2 separate regions of the Sus scrofa genome follow, and region 1 is linked to region 2. A link is a contact called in public Hi-C data. All regions are on one chromosome and are shown on one strand. The core of a region is the stretch at or near the end of the contact, and the rest is flanking DNA. Distances in the headings are between cores, read along the strand shown.

The links. A called contact is a pair of places that touch in the nucleus more often than the background predicts.
Region 1: a contact with region 2 is called in a Hi-C map of epiblast stem cells, with 3 times the contacts expected there. The contact joins the promoter of HOXC11 here to the enhancer-like site in region 2. A contact is called at or near these places in 6 of 47 Hi-C or Micro-C datasets (embryonic fibroblasts, epiblast stem cells, fetal skeletal muscle and 2 more).

The regions. Positions count from the first base shown.
Region 1 is chr5:19,180,158-19,182,918 of Sscrofa11.1, forward strand. HOXC11 (homeobox protein Hox-C11) reads left to right here and starts at 1,423. Exons shown (of 2, transcript XM_021091724.1): 1 at 1,423-2,761. It overlaps LOC110260667 (a long non-coding RNA gene), which reads right to left and starts at 1,366. Exons shown (of 3, transcript XR_002343964.1): 1 at 1-1,366.
Region 2 is chr5:18,894,605-18,897,430 of Sscrofa11.1, forward strand. No RefSeq gene overlaps it. Among named protein-coding and RNA genes, the nearest start is that of ATP5G2, 16 kb to the left of the region's middle. Within about 2 kb of position 1,452, at least 34 of the 83 cell types and tissues checked have an H3K27ac peak or open chromatin away from gene starts, as enhancers often do. A contact at or near this core is called in epiblast stem cells, where this site is marked.

The DNA.
Region 1 (2,761 bases), core at 173-2,672, 290 kb after region 2:
GATGAGGATGTTTGCTGTCACCAAGCCCCAGGGAGAGAGTGGCAGGCCCTCTCTGGCATTATCTAGAGTTCTGAGGAAAATATTTTTAAAGGTCAGAATGGACTGGGGAAGCCCTTTCTGAGGTCCCCCTTGGCTCTGGGAGGGGGAGTCCCAGGAATGGAGGGAGTTTACAAGCGGGGACATTTCCCCCTGGTGTGGGAGAGACAGAGATAGCCAGACCTCATCCTGAAAAAATGTGTTTTTGTGTCTGTGACAGAAAATTGGTAGCCACGTGGGAGATTTAGGGACTTGCAGCGAGTGGAGCAGGGCCAGAGGCTGCTGTCCTGAAGGCAGAAGCTGAGGTGTGATTTAGGGAGGGTGAAGGAATCTGAGGACACTGGAAAGGTATCATCCAAACCCATTTTCTCAGAAAAGCCAAAGACATGCACGTGGGCGAGCGCACGCATGCACGCGCGCACACACACACACACACACACACACACACACACACAATGGGCCCAATATTGAAAAACACCAGATGATCCACTTCGAAGGAACATAAACAAGCCAAGCGGATGCAGGTTAATAAAACCCGCAAAAGCCCCAGACAGGAACACTTAAAATGCCCCAGAAACAAAGCATACCGTGACAAATTCTCACCCAACACATAAGTACATGCACCAGAATGTTCCCAGGCATAGAAGACGCGTCCCCATTTCCAGCCCCCATCCTTGGACACTCAGGTGTACCTGCCCAGCTCCAAGAGCACACACACTTTTGTGTCCCCTCCTAAACCTACCTACAGAAACCCCTGGGGGCTGGTGGAGGTGGGGGGAGCAAGCACTGAGCTTCGCACACACCACACAGAGCCAGGCACACACCCCACAGAGCCAGGCCTGGGTCTCCTGAGCCTCAGTAATGCACGATCCATACCCGGAGATAAAAGTCTAGACAATAGACGGCTGTTTATGACAATGAGGCTCTCCAAGTTTGGGGCCAGGCGATAAATCTCTGGCGAATCTTCCTGTAACTCAACTTCTGGCTGTAGTGTGATGGGAGAAGCACGGAGACCGCAGAGAGGAGAGCAGCAAAATGGGAGACTTTTAAATCATGAGCAGAAGGCGAATTTCCCGCTGGGGCAAGTGAGTGCAGGCGGCCACACTCACCCCACATGGCAGGTCCACACTGTGGAAGCTTTTGGATCAAGCTTCAGCACACAGCCGAGTCAGGCTTCCCGGGCCCCCCAAATCGGGGGAGAAATCTGTAGGCAAATGGTAGGGCCTGAAGACAGGGACAGACCCACAAACCATTCTTGACACAGGCAAAGGGTCTTTTTGGTTGATGACCAGAATCTTCTTATTATGTGTCACCTGAATTTTTTCACGCACCCCCCCCCCCGTCTCTCTCTGTCCTTCTTTCTCTCTCTCTCTCTCTCTCTCTCTCTCTCTCTCTCTCTCTCTCTCTCTCTCTCCCTTATTCCTTTTTGGATTGCTGGGCTGTTCCCTTTTGCATTTTCGGCCCAGGCGTCTGATTACAAGTAAAGAGCCACTGAAGTTGATCTCATAAAAATGCCGCGAGCTCACTTTGATCTGCGCGGACTGGGTCCGAGCCTAAGTAGGCGCTAAAGCTGGAGAATGGCGGCTTGGGCCAACTGGGCCTCTGCTGGGCCGAGAGGTCGGAGATCCGGGTGGCCCAGCAGGGCAGTCCTGCCCGGAAGAGGCATTTTCTGTGCTGCTGCAACTGGGTTTGGAAACCAAGGTCCAGTGGTAGCGGCTCCATTTCCAGACTGCTTTTAAGACATTTCCTTCATTTTAGAGCACTTGGTGAGGGGTCCAGTGAAACTGGCTCGTAAAATGGGGCTTTTATGGGGAGAAATGGGGTCTCGTTGCTAGCCTCCAGGGACAATCCCTCCGTGGAGGAAGGAGGGTGGGGCTGCGGGGGGCAGAGGGGCTGCCCTTGTCCCTCCCCATCCTGTCCAGGGGCCAGAGGAACCTCAGGGCATCTTCCTCTTAGGTGGCCTGACCTGGGACCTAGGGCTTTGGGGGCTGAGGAGAAATGGGGGCTGAGAACTGACAGTGCTTTTTCCTTCTAGTTCCCTGGCTGGGGATGGGAGTTGTCCCGGGATGCAGAATAAACCACTGGCCTGAAAATCCCCAAGCATATTAAAGGGATTATTAAACTCAGCGGCATTGCTCTAAGGGAGAGATTTGTGCAAAAAAGAGCAATCCTTGCCGGCTCAGCCTTGAACCGCTGAGGGTATCCACCCGCTGACTGCTTATCTTTTTATTGACTGCACTGGGGACTGGACTTATAGACCAGAGCGCTCTAAGGGCCCCCTTTCTCCAATCTGGGTTTCCTCCCAGTTTTAGGTCTGTGGATGGAGCCCCTTTCCCTACAATAAGCTACTCTTTCCAGAGCAGCCGCACGAGGTGGACAAGCTGCAAGGAAGCCCAGTACTGGGGGGGGGGGTTTGCTGAGTGGGATCTGGACAATACGAACCCCCTTCTGAAGCAGCCCCTGGTGTCTCTGTGTGGAAGGGAATGGTGCTGCCTGCCGCCGCCCTGGCCAAAGTACTGGGGCAGCTACCCAGCCCGCAACCTGGCTGCCAGGCAGGCAGGCGATGCTGACTGAGGCCACCCAGAGCCAGTGGGGCTGGCAGGATGGCCCTGCCCAGGAGGATTTCAGGTGAAAGCTGGGATTGTAGTAGGTAGAGAGGCCACTAGGCCCCTGTGAGATGAGGGGGAAAAGCCACCTGCACGCCATGGAATAGGGCTTGCCGGGA
Region 2 (2,826 bases), core at 202-2,701:
CACACACACACACACAGACTTCATCTCTCTTCTGATCTTACTGTATCCCCTAAATGTCAAACCAAGATCACTCCCCAAACCCAAACCTAAAAGAGAGGGGGGGAGAGAGAGAGAGAGAGAGAGAGAGAGAGAGAGAGAGAGAGAGAGAGGGAGGGAGAGGGAGAAAATATCACTTCCCTTCTGGGAGATGAGTCCATGCTTTTAGGGGAGCCATCTGAGGCTACTGAAGGGCTAAATTTTGGAAGCATCTGCTTCTGTAAGTTTAGGGTCAGTCTTCATGCGTATGTGATGTGTTGGTAAATGTATTTTCCTTAAGCAGAATGTAGCTTTGATTGTAGGTCATTAATTCTAAGTGTGTGTTGGGGAGTGGGGAGGACGGGGATGGGGGGAGAGGAGGAATATTTGGTGAGGATAAAAAATCCTGTTCTGGCCACTGTGGGTAGGGATTCAAAAGGAAGTCTTGGCACCTGCCTTTCTGGGAACCCCCGTCTCTGCGAAGGGGGATCTCTGGGTCAGATAGAGTGAACCAGAAGAGGGACCCAAGGAATCGTTAACTTAGTTTACAAACCAGCATAAGAGTTACAAATGAATTCACACAGGGACACCCATCAAATGGAGAACAGAACTGGGAAAGGGGTGATGGCACCAGGGCAGAACCGAGAAAATATAGGAAAGCTTCTTAGAGGGACGGGTGTGTGGGGAGGGGGGCTGGGAACCGCAGCCGACGGGAACGCACAGCCCAGCCGCCCCTCTCCCCTTGCCGGGGTCTCCTCCTCGCGAGCTGGGTGAGTGTCCCCTGGGCAGGACCCGCCCTCCTGGTCCCTTCACACCTGACCCCGCGCGCTCTCCTCTCCTGCCATCCCCGGGCCCCTTCCTGCACACCCACTGCTCCCAGCTCCCCCTCAGTAATCTCCTGACATCTCTTCAAATCCAATTATCGAATTAATTGACGTGCTAACCGAGAGGCAAACAGAAAGGGGCGGCAAACAACGGGCGGCTCAGATTTATCCTCCGGCCTCCACAGGCCCCGGCCGGGCGAGATTTACTGGGCCTCGAACACGGCGACAGTTCAAACCTTTGATTAATCATGTTTTTCTCCCGGCCCCATAATTTAGTTGCTCTTTTTCCCTCCCTGCCTTTTTTTATCAGTGGAAACAGAGACGGAGTCCTCATCAGCTTCAATTACAAATATTAAGCCCCCGGACAGCACTTTGACAGAGAGGCGGCCAGCGGCCCCCCCTCCGTCCCGCCCCCCTAAATCATCCCCGAATTAACATCACAATCGGCGGCTGGCGCGCGTTCAGATTTAAATGGTGGCATATTGTTCGCGGACGGTCTAGTTCAGACCAGCGTGTTCGCAGCTCCCGGCGGCAGCCCCCGCCTCTCTCCCCACCGCCCCCTCCTGCCTCCCGGGAGGCTGTGACTCAGGAGCCGCGGGAAGCTCCGGCGCCCTGTCTCCAGCAGCGGAGGCTGCTGGCGGGGGTGCGCTGGGGTGGGGGCGAGCGGGCTGCAGAGAGGGTTAGGGCGAGGGGGGGCGAGTCAGGCACCGGGAGAGGGACTGCTGATGCAGGGTGGCGGGGAGAAGGGCCGAGGCTGGGCAGAGGCCCGTAGTTTGGCTTGGAAGGGGGCGCTGCGGGAACGGGGTTTATGCAAATGAGATGCAAATGAAGGCGCTGAAGCTTCGGGGTTGGGAACGCTACCATACAGCCCTTTGGGGAAAGGTTATGGCCGCTTTGACCCGTCGCCGCGTTTGTGGGGCACCCTTGGGTCGTGATGGAGTGTCTAGAAGGCAGGGAAATCTCTTGCTCTTTGAGACTTGCGGTATGAAAGAAGAACATGGAGGCAAGATTTTTCTCCGATTTCTGAGCAGTTAGAGAAAATTGACCTTAAACGACAGTCGGGAGGCTTGAAGGCAGGCCCCAGAAAGGACCGCCTTAGTGGGAAAACAGAGCGTGAGGGTGGAATATCTCCTGGGGAGTTTTTGTTTTAGAAGACCTTCGAAGGAGCCAGACTTCTCCGAGGGTATTTTGGGGAAAAGACATGAAAAGTATTTGGCTCTGTCCCACGGTGGAGGAGAAAAAGGAGAGTCATTTCCCTGACCCCATTAATCCTTTAAGACTGAAGGAGCACAGGAAGAAAAATGTCAATCCAGGAATCTAGGTTTCCAGATCTTTTCATATCCACCTGTCTCTTCGGTCTTGCCCGCATCAATCTCCAGGTCCCCATTTCTGCCTAGCAACATCACAACCAATCAAGATGCAATTAGGCCTGGCAGCTTGGCTCATCCTTAACTGGGATTGGCTGCTCGCAGTGTGCGCATCCCAAGTTTTCATTGGCTGACGGCCACCTGTATGGAAATGAGAATTTCCAAGGGACTCTCAGCCCCTTCAGCAACGTGGACCTGTAGCTCATGGCGCTGAAACCTGCAAGCTCAGAGCCGCAACTCCTGGGCTTGTTTCTTGCCCTCTTTGCCTCCTCTTTCTTCAAAGAGATGTCTCAAACTTTTCCCTCTGAGGCCTAGTCTGACAGAAATTCGACCAAATAACACAAAATAAGGCGGGTTTGTACGCTTATTGCATCTTCTTGGCCTTCTCTTTCAAAGTCACGATTTTGTCCCTTCCGTCAAATGCCACGACAGTTCTTGCCCCTCTCTCTCTTCCACGTCTGTCCAAGGTGCGGCTTCTTTACGTGTGGAGTCCCTCAGTCCCTGCCCCTTGTGGCCTCAAACCCTCTCTTCTGGCTCAGCTCCACCAATTCCCGACTGCTCCCCTCCTCCCACTCAGGATCCAGGCATCTCGCTCCACGATCTAAAGCCCAGTTTAGAAG